2 separate regions of the Mus musculus genome follow, and region 1 is linked to region 2. A link is a contact called in public ChIA-PET data. All regions are on one chromosome and are shown on one strand. Each heading gives the region's core, a stretch centred on a gene start, on an enhancer-like site or on the middle of the called end of the contact. The rest is flanking DNA. Distances are from core to core; before and after follow the strand shown. Region 1 overlaps Dthd1 (death domain containing 1). Region 2 overlaps Arap2 (ArfGAP with RhoGAP domain, ankyrin repeat and PH domain 2).

Region 1 (4,759 bases), core at 2,059-4,558, 140 kb before region 2:
GCCAGACAACTACAGGAACCCCCTCATCATTTTGTCAAGAATCTTGGCATGTGTGAAGTAACCTAGAAGCCTAGATTGGAAAGAATTTGTTTCTTTTCAGAATATTTTATTTTGCTTTACTTCTGAAAATACACAAGGCTGAGAAACAATATCAAAATATTATTCTCTGGTGAAGTCTGATTATGCTACAGTGTTTGAGACTCGTGTTTCACACTCAGGGTGAAACTAGTTGCTCACATGAGTTAGCTTCAAGCACTAACCTTTGTCATAATGCATGAATGCATCTGCTATCTGACTTAAATTATGGGGCTCCAATTGGTACCAACAAAAGTTATAGTCTCTGGGGTCTTGGATCTATCCTCCTCATTCTTCAGTGCTGGGAACCATAGGGCCAGTCATTACTCACTAAGACTAGCTTGTTCAAAAACTGTTTGCTTAAGAACTTTTAGAATAAGGGTTACCATTAATTTATATCTCAAAACATTATGTTAAATGGATGGTTTAATTTATTGTTTTATGTTTTCATGGGATATTATATTTTTCTATACAAAACTAAATTTAAAGCTAATCAAATGTATATGTATATTATGTATGGGAATTTTTTGGGGGGGTTGGGTTTTATTTTTTTAACCTTAATTATGGATATAATTTTTATAAACTCTATTTCATGTGACCAACTCTATCATCCTTTATTTTGCCTGATGATCTTACTTCTGCATCATGTCACTCTGACAAAACCTATCCATTAGTTTCTCAATATCTGCATCGAGTTTAACTCTATTTTTTAATCAACTCTTCGGAAAATATTAAATATTCTTTATTGTCTATAATTTTACTTGAAATCTGGGAAATTGGCTGATTTTATTTTGTTTCACTAGTACCTGTTATATAAACATAGAAGTTGGGCTGGGCATGGTGGCACACTCCTTTAATCCCAGCACTCGGGAGGCAGAGATAGGCGGATTTCTGAGTTCGAGGCCAGCATGGAATACAGAGTGAGTTCCAGGATAGCCAGAGCTACACAGAGAAACCCTGTCTCGAAAAACAAAACAAAACAAAACAAAATAAAACAAAAAAGCAAAAAACAAAAACAAAAACAAAACATAGATGTTAATCCAAAAATTTATAACATGAGTACAAGACATATATTATATATTTCTTATATAATGGTTTTGCAGCTCTTTAAAATTTGGTCCCAACAATAATGAGATTAGTAAACCTATAATTAATGATTATTTGTCTGAATTATATTCTGCATGTAAACCTTGTACTTCTTTGTTATGTTAAAGTGTTTCAATGTTCCTATAGGTTCCTAAAGACATAAGTAATTTTTGTCATTCAAATATAATTTCAGGGTTGGTTGTTAAGAGAAAGTACAATTCTTTTGCTATCGTGTTTCTTTAGAAAAATGCTTCTAGTTTTGGATAATCCTGGAAATAAAAATTCATGCCGTGACTTTAAAAAAACTGAATTTTCTTAAAAGCCAAGTTACTGATCTTTATTATCAGAATATTTAACCCTATAATATATCATTTTATTTTTTATTATTATATTTTTCATTATTAAAACCAAAACATCAGATTTTCTCTCTTCCACAAGTCCCTCCAGATCCTCTATTTCTCCCTCTCAATTTTAAGTTCTTTCTTAAAAAGGAAACAAATATACAATATAGCAAAACTCTCCCAAAATAAGAAACCATTAAACTACATCGAAAAAGAGGGGAAAAAAACCCCACAAAGTGGTTGATATACCCAGTGTCAGTCTACTGGAGAAAACTGATTTTCACTCTTCCAGAAGGTATAAGTAAAAATTCACTTCTTAACTTTTCGCCTAATGTCTAGATTTCCATTCATTTCTTTATATAAAAAAAAGCAATGAAATAAATATAATAAGATAAAACAAAAACTATCACACTGAAGTTGATCAAGACAAGCCAACGGAAGGAAAAAAGACCAAGAGAAGACACTTGAATAAACGTCCACTCACTCACACACTCAAGAGTCCCATGAAAACACTAAACTGGAAGCCATATTATACTCACTGTGGACCTGGTGTGGACCCATTCAAGCAACATGCATGCTACTTCAGTCTCTGTGAGCTCATATGAGCTATGCTCACATAGATTTACAGAGCCTTCTTTTCTTGGTGTCCTCAATCCCTTCTGATTCTTAAATTCTCTCTGCCTCCTCTTCCTGGGGTTCCCCCAAGTTGTGAGGGGAGGGATTTGTTGGAGACATCTCATTTAAGAAGGACTGAGTGTCCCAAGGTCTCTCAGTCTCTGCATAATTTAACATAATATTTCTTAGTTGAACTCATTATCTGACTGACAGAGGATGGACCATAAAGCAATATAGATGTTGCTAAAATTGACTTCAATATAGAAAACATGGAACTAAATTCTAACAAACTCTAAAACTGTTGTTAAGTTCAATGTTTCTGAAAAAACAACAAAACTCAAATTACTCTGTTTTTTTTCTGATAGGGTTTAATACCTACATACATACATACACACATATGTATATGTGTGTATTAAATATATTATATATAATCCATATGTACTATATGTATATTTTTTCTGAACTTGTTTTTTTTTATTATCCATCAACAGGGTAATGAATTGTGCTTTTTAAAATAGTAATTATATTTATTCTGAAAATTTTACACATAATATAGAATATATCTAAATCATATCTGTATCTTTCACCGCCCCCCCACACACACTAACTTCTCCTTGTTCTCCCAACACATTTTCCTTCCAATTAATTTTCTATTTACAAACCACTGAGTGCATCTAGTGCTACTCACATGTGCTAGTGACACTTTCATTTTTAATCCTAATATAATTACATAAAATAACTACATCTGAAAACTGTAAGCAATGCTAAGGTGCTTGTGACCATGATAAATTTTCTCCCATCTCAGAATCTTCTAATTTACTTAGTGAAGATTCTTTTAGCAGTTCATGTTTTTGGAAACAAATTACGTTTTTAAAATCATTTTCAGCATGGTAGGGAGTGGGCAATGAAAGTCTCAAACCGAGAGAAAGTGATGCTTTTGATACACAAGCTCTTGCAATAGCACATTCACAGTTCCTTCCTTTAACCTATTTAATGTGGTGGAAGTGCAAATGTTGTGACACTTTTTTTTTTTTTTTAACTAGAAATGGCATGACAATATGTCATGAGTTCACAGGGTCATTTTGTTTGTTTTTCTAAAGGAAGTTCAGTCTCAGCAGAAGTTAGGTCAGGATTGCTTATGTAAGGCTGCCACTGAGGTATTACTCAGAGCTTCAGCCTCAGGTAGACTCCAGCTTTGTGTCTGGAGCCCTGCCTGACTCTATTCAAAGCAAAACCACCAAACAGGTGGGAGAAGTACAAGGTTGTCACAACCCAAGCTGACGAAAAACAAGCAAATGTCATATAGACAGCCATCTGGGTGACTTCAGAAGTGTGTGTTCCGGCACCAAGCAGTCTAACCACTTCCTTCCACTTAAAAACTCAATTTTTTAAAGGTGCTTTCCTTCTTCCAGTGTACAATGGCATGTAATGTCAACAAAATGTTCTGGAACATTTATGAAATGAGTTGCTTTATGCACAACTTAGAAATGCTTTACTGGAAATGATTGTATTATGAGGCCTCAAATTTTCACTTGTATTGATGACATGGTCAATTTCATAAGGGCATCATCTTCCAAGGCCACTAAGACCAGTTAGATCATTTTTCAGACCTCAACTCAACTTCTTAGCCACCATATGAATAGTATCCATGATGTTTTTCCTTGAAGGCATCATGGAGGCTAGATATTTACTATTTGCCTTACTCTGGCTGATGCTTTCCCAGGACTGTAGGCAAAGAGGCTTCTTGTCTTGTGTTTCTTCTCTGCCCAGAAGGTAACTCACTGTTGGTCTTCTGTAACTGTCCTATTTTAACACATTTCACCAATTTTGTTTATTCTTTGATGCTTATTTGTTTCTTTCCTTAACATGTCTCATTTTCTCTTATTTTACCACCTATAGTATAAGCTGTATTCATTAAGGCATTTATGCAGCAAGCATTGGTTACATCTAACTGTGCCAAGCATTGTTCTTTATCCTTGTTGAACAATGAATAATAAAGGAACAGAACAAAGTTCCCCTGAAGTCATAGGGCTTACTTAAATCCTTGCTAAGTCAATCTTTCTGCAATATAGCTAACACACGAGGCTCCAGTGCTTTAGAGAGAAACACAGTTAAATCAAGTAAGAAGGCTCTAGAGTGTTGGGTTATGAATCCAGAAATACATTTGCTATTAAATAGATTCAGAGAAGGCTTTAGAGAGAATGTGAAACTTGACCATGAGATGACTATTGAGGTATTGGTATATAGGTAGATATTAGAAGGACCATTCAGGACAGAGAAATCATTAACACGTATTTAAATCAGAAGACAGAGAAGAGTAACCTAGAAGGAGGGACAGGCTAACTGTGGGATTGCAGGTGAACAAGGGAAGGAGATGGGATACAAAAGCTTGGAATCAATAGCCAAGTAGGCCATGTAGAGACTTTACAGTAGCTGTCCCTTATGACTGCTGTGTATTTTCTGGACTCAGTATCCTTCAGCCTCCATGGTATCATGGTCAATTGTGGATAAAATTATTAATTAGGAATACCAGAGATAAACAATTGATAAATCTTATAGAACTTTTTAATAATAAATTATCAATTGTCCCATATTATTGTTAGCTGTGCTTATTTACACCTTAACCTGTCTAATTTATAAAC
Region 2 (4,906 bases), core at 752-3,251:
CAAGGGCATCATTTTTGAGCTTTAATTTAGTAGATGGCGGTATCGACAGTCTTGCAAACAGTTGGGCATTTCTGGGTTTCGACAGAATTCTGTGTGAACTTGTGGAGCCAGGTGGGGGAAGTGGCTTTAGGCTGAAGAGCTTGAATTTAGGCTGTTACGTGCTCATTAGCACCCATGTCAATGTGGGACTATGGTGCATGGCTACTCACATTTATAATCCCAGATCTCAGGGTGGAAATGGGAAGAGCCCATGAGCTCCATAGCCCACAGTCTAGCACAGATGGCAAAATTCAGCCCCTCTGAGAGACCTTGGTTCAAGAAAGGAGGTGAAAAGCTGTAGAAAACTGCTTGGGATTGACCCCTGGCTTTTCCATGCATGTACACAAGTATATGGGTACATACATGCACATATGCACACATGCACACAATTATATGGATGCATACATGCACACACATGAGCAGTCATATGGTATACACCTCCACAGAGACAAACAAATAATAAAATAGCTAACTAAATGGTCTGAATTATGCTGTGTTAACATAATTTCTGGGCCCTTTTCACTTGCTACTCTTTTAGACTGTGGATTTAATTCTGAATTTTCATAAATTTACCGGCCCTTCTGCAACTATTATTTTAGAACAAGATTGGATATGAGCCCGGTTGGATGTTTTCTTTTTCTTTCTTGTCTTTCTGTTAGGTTTTAAAAGGACTAAGCTTAGTCATATTACTTGTTCATTCATCCTTTTGGGCATGGTGTCGGGGGTAGAGGGAGCGAGAGAATGAGAACCTATTTGGGTCTTAGTGTTCATAGTTGATCATAAATAGAATATGAATCATTTCTGGACTTTGTCCCTGTAAAAGAGTAAGGTGCATTGTGGGATGTTGGCATTAAGAAAGTCAACAAATATATAAAGAGATTGCATTAACGGCTACAGGGAAACTAGAGGCACTTTTCCAGGAAAACTCTGGTTGGATATGTACTAGTTTGTCAGGGAAGGAATTTGTCTGTAGGTGTCTTAGGGATAATACTTAAAGTTAGTAAGGGAAGAAAGGGGAGGTTAGGAATGGATTTAAGGTCTCTATTCTACCCCTAGATATTGATCTTATTTTATATCTTAAAGTTGAAAATTACATGTTTTATTAAGCTCTTAGGTTCAGTTTCAATGGAAGTGAGGTGTGGCTCTGCACAGACCTCTGGCTTTCCCTAGTTGCTGTTGGGACCCTGGAGGAAGAAGCACATTTGTTTGCCTTGGAAGAACTGGAGAGAGAGAAGAAGACACTAGGTGGAGAGTGGATAGGTGCATACAGTATATAACTAACAAGGAGTGTGTGCATACTGAAGAGTGCCTTTCCTTCAACCTGCCAGTGCTGGGGATGTGGGAGTCCTTGGATTGTTGGAAGTGAAAAGTCAGCTCTGACTATGGAAAGCATTGCTGGGAGAAGAGATAGGAGAAGCCAAGAGAGGTGAGGAAGGAGCCGATGAGGGGGATCAGATGGAAGGAGGCTGTTGACTAGTGTGGTTAGATGAGGTTAGGGCCCAGAGTGTTCTTTATCATTAATTTAATATTTGTATATGAAATTGTTGTATGTGCTAGGGAACTTCATTTCTTTCCCTGTTTTGTCATTAGAGCTGGTTGGCTCTACGGATGCATATGTTTGTTAATGATTAGTGTGGGAATCTTTCTGTATTTTACACAAGTAATAGACCTTTGGCTGGAAAGCAGTGAGAAAAAACTCCCCCAGGGCCAGAACATTCTTTTTCTATCTTTAACTGTCACGAAAGCCACAGGAAATGATACTAAGTCTTTAAATGTGTTTTAAAACTGCAAGAGAGAGGGAGAGAGAAATGCTTAGTGGTGACTGGTTTTACTTTTTTCAATAGGAAGTTAGTGTTTGGTATCTATTAAAAGCAGAGGTTATCGTGGTGGCATCAGCCCAGGCTGACTGTATATAGAGAAGACAGTTCTCAGACTAGGGACTGTTGAATGCATGTTTGTTGGGAGGAGTTGGGGAAGAAACTTAAACAAAACGGAAACCACATGTGTGCACAAAAGCCCCTTCAGCAGTCCACTGTAAACTCAGCAAAACGATCTTTTTAAAAGTCTAAATATCAAAATGGGATTATCTTATTTTTCCCTTGATTTTATTTGGTGTCAGAATTTTAAACTGCATTTGCCTTTTATATGATCCTATTTCAACAGTATGCTGTTTAAAGAGATTATAAATACTCTGTAGTTTGACAAGGATTTTTCAACATCTTTAACTTGAAATACATTATTGATATGTATAAATTCAATTAACAAGACCACATTAGCTTAGCAACATAGCGTTCACTCACCAATGATCAAAGTAAAATAAGATCTGAGCCGGAGCTTAATGAGGGATGAGAGCATCATGTCATGCGCCCCTTGAAGGATTATCTTCTTGGTGGACCATGGGTTCAGTGGTGGAGGGGGTGCCCTCGTTTTGTTGTGCAGGGACCCTCACAGCTGCATGTGAAGGCAACGTCGACATTATATTATTTTGCAGATACCTACATTATCTAACCAGAATGTGCTACTATACACAGTCTCACAGTGCAATAATGAGAAATGTAGACCTGAAAGTTGTTACAGCCTCTTGTTACCTCTATTGTCTAAGAGAACAATGAAATGTACTCAACATAGGGACATTACAGACACATTTGAATTCGTGTCATGGAATGTAAAATAATGCTTTTCATGTATTTTACAGAAAACGCATGTTTCAGAAGAGATGGGTGAAATTTGATGGCCTTAGCATTTCTTACTACAATAATGACAGAGTAAGTACTGGCATCAAAGATTATTTTACATACACTAAGTGTGCGGAAAACAAGGGAATAGTTGAACACTTTTAAGAGTAGAAAATAATATATTATCAACATGAAAAGCAAGGGAATATGACGTAATCACTCTCCATGATTTAATTTCATAGAATGTATGGCTAATTTTTATTTTTAGTGTATACATCTTTTTTTTTAAAATTTTTAATTTTTTTTTTTTTGGTTTTTCGAGACAGGGTTTTTCTGAATAACCTTGGCTGTCCTAGAACTCACTTTCTAGACCAGGCTGGCCTCAAACTCAGAAATCCACCTGCCTCTACCTCCCAAGTGCTGGGATTAAAGGCCACCACTGCCCAGCAAGTGTATACATCTAATAGTTATTTTTAGAGCATCTTCTACAAATTATAGGAAAGGTTGTGAGCTATGTAAAGATGAATACAAAGTTTCCTTCATCCCTCAGAGCACCAAGATGTATACAAACCACACCATAAATAGAAAATTGAAAAGCAAGTAGGGGTTTGCCTCATCCTCTGGGAGTGAGAAGGGTTTGAATGGAATTCTATTGCTATGAGTTTGGAAGAAAAGAGGTTTGTACATGAAGAAATGTTGGAGAATAATAATTATTTATAGAAAGAATATGAAAGAAGCTTACATGAGAAAGTTTTGGCCATTTGCTACAAAACATATAGTGTTTTCTGGTTGTGTTGGGAATGAGCTTTGTGCAAGGGAGATGGGGGAGATGATGCTGTGTGGTTAGAGCCTACTGAACGTCCTGCATGTTGGTGAGAGTAGCTGAGTTGGGCAGAGTTCTGGGAATGTCTTCTTAAGCTTTGAAAATGTCCTTCTTTTTAGGAGATATAGGCTGAAATATTTGTCGGGATTGTGTTATTATAACTGAAAGCAGTAAAAAATAGTATTGCCTGTGTATACATTTTATTTGCCAATATATACATGTGTTTGTATTCATGTCTAATTAAATATAATAAATTCTGTATTTTATACAGTGGCATGATGAGTCCTCTGAATCCTAGCTTGTGTGTTATTGTGGATGAAGCCATTAGAAATATGTAAAAGTCCCACCTGTACTGAACCCGTACATCTATTTTTTTCTTATTCTTTAAATTAGATATTAAAGCAACTGTTTACATAGCATGACCATATATAAGATATTATAAGTAATCTGGAGGTGAATAAGCATTCATTAGGATATGTATAGGTTATATGGAGGTACAATATCATAGTTAAGGGCTTGAGCATTTGTGGGTCCTGGTGTCTGATGAGTTTCTGGACTGAATGTCTCTCAGATACTGAGCGATAGTGTTATCAAGTGTTAAATTTTGAAGTTACATAGGTAATTATTGTACTAACTTTTTGCCGTATGTTTGGTAATTTCCTCAGTGAACAGGTGAAACTGATAAATATACCATCCTTTAGTTAATTAAAATGAGATACTTTTCATCCTAATTATATTTTATATTTGAAGTTTTAATTTTAAGACAACCATATTCTTTTACTTATATATTCCAATTCAACATTGTATTCTCAGAAGTTGATACTGCATTATATTTGTGGCTTGCTTGTTTTTGGTTTGAAAAGAGATGTGTCTACTCCTGGAAGGCAAAAGAGTTTATATACTTACAGACAGAAAATAGCACAGGCAGTAACAAACTCTTGCAACCCTCGTGAGAACTGTAGAAGGCTTCAGGTTGGATTCATTTATACAGTGACCTAGATAGAGTAACACATTGGTTTAAACCAACATCCTCTTGGCTTGCAAAGTGGTGGGATGAATATTTGTAATCATTACTTGCTTGACAGCTATTTCTAGTTTGTTTGTATATCTTACCTTCATGGTATATCACATATGTGTCCATGATACCACTGGGAATTCTGTGTCCTGAGTCCCGAGGATAGCATTTTTGTTATTGGTTTTCTCTTTTATTGTATTTTTCATAAAATATATGATTCTTGTCTTTTGCCTCTTTTTCAACTTTTCCAAGATCCTTCCCACCTCCCTGTCTACTTAACTGTAAGTGTATACTCTCTGTACTGGGTAGTTTTATGTCAAATTGACACCGGCTCAAGTTATCACAGAGAAAGGA

The links. ChIA-PET counts read pairs in DNA pulled down with a chosen protein or histone mark.
Region 1: a contact with region 2 is called in an RNA polymerase II ChIA-PET map of memory CD8 T cells, with 138 read pairs. The contact joins two enhancer-like sites. A contact is called at or near these places in 1 of 15 datasets of contacts at CTCF or cohesin (CD8 T cells), 8 of 484 Hi-C or Micro-C datasets (CD4 T cells, CD8 T cells, the MNK3 cell line and 3 more) and 4 of 115 datasets of contacts at active chromatin or transcription factors (CD8 T cells, bone marrow-derived dendritic cells, effector CD8 T cells and 1 more).

Annotation. Positions count from the first base shown.
Region 1 is chr5:62,857,075-62,861,833 of GRCm38.p6, reverse strand. All of the region lies in intron 8 of Dthd1 (death domain containing 1), which reads right to left. Among named protein-coding and RNA genes, the nearest start is that of Dthd1, 48 kb to the right of the region's middle. Within about 2 kb of position 3,308, at least 63 of the 459 cell types and tissues checked have an H3K27ac peak or open chromatin away from gene starts, as enhancers often do. A contact at or near this core is called in CD8 T cells, the MNK3 cell line, Th1 cells and 2 more, where this site is marked.
Region 2 is chr5:62,712,631-62,717,536 of GRCm38.p6, reverse strand. It overlaps Arap2 (ArfGAP with RhoGAP domain, ankyrin repeat and PH domain 2), which reads left to right. Exons shown (of 33, transcript NM_178407.3): 7 at 2,735-2,804. Among named protein-coding and RNA genes, the nearest start is that of Arap2, 51 kb to the left of the region's middle. Within about 2 kb of position 2,001, at least 46 of the 459 cell types and tissues checked have an H3K27ac peak or open chromatin away from gene starts, as enhancers often do. A contact at or near this core is called in CD8 T cells, the MNK3 cell line, Th1 cells and 2 more, where this site is marked.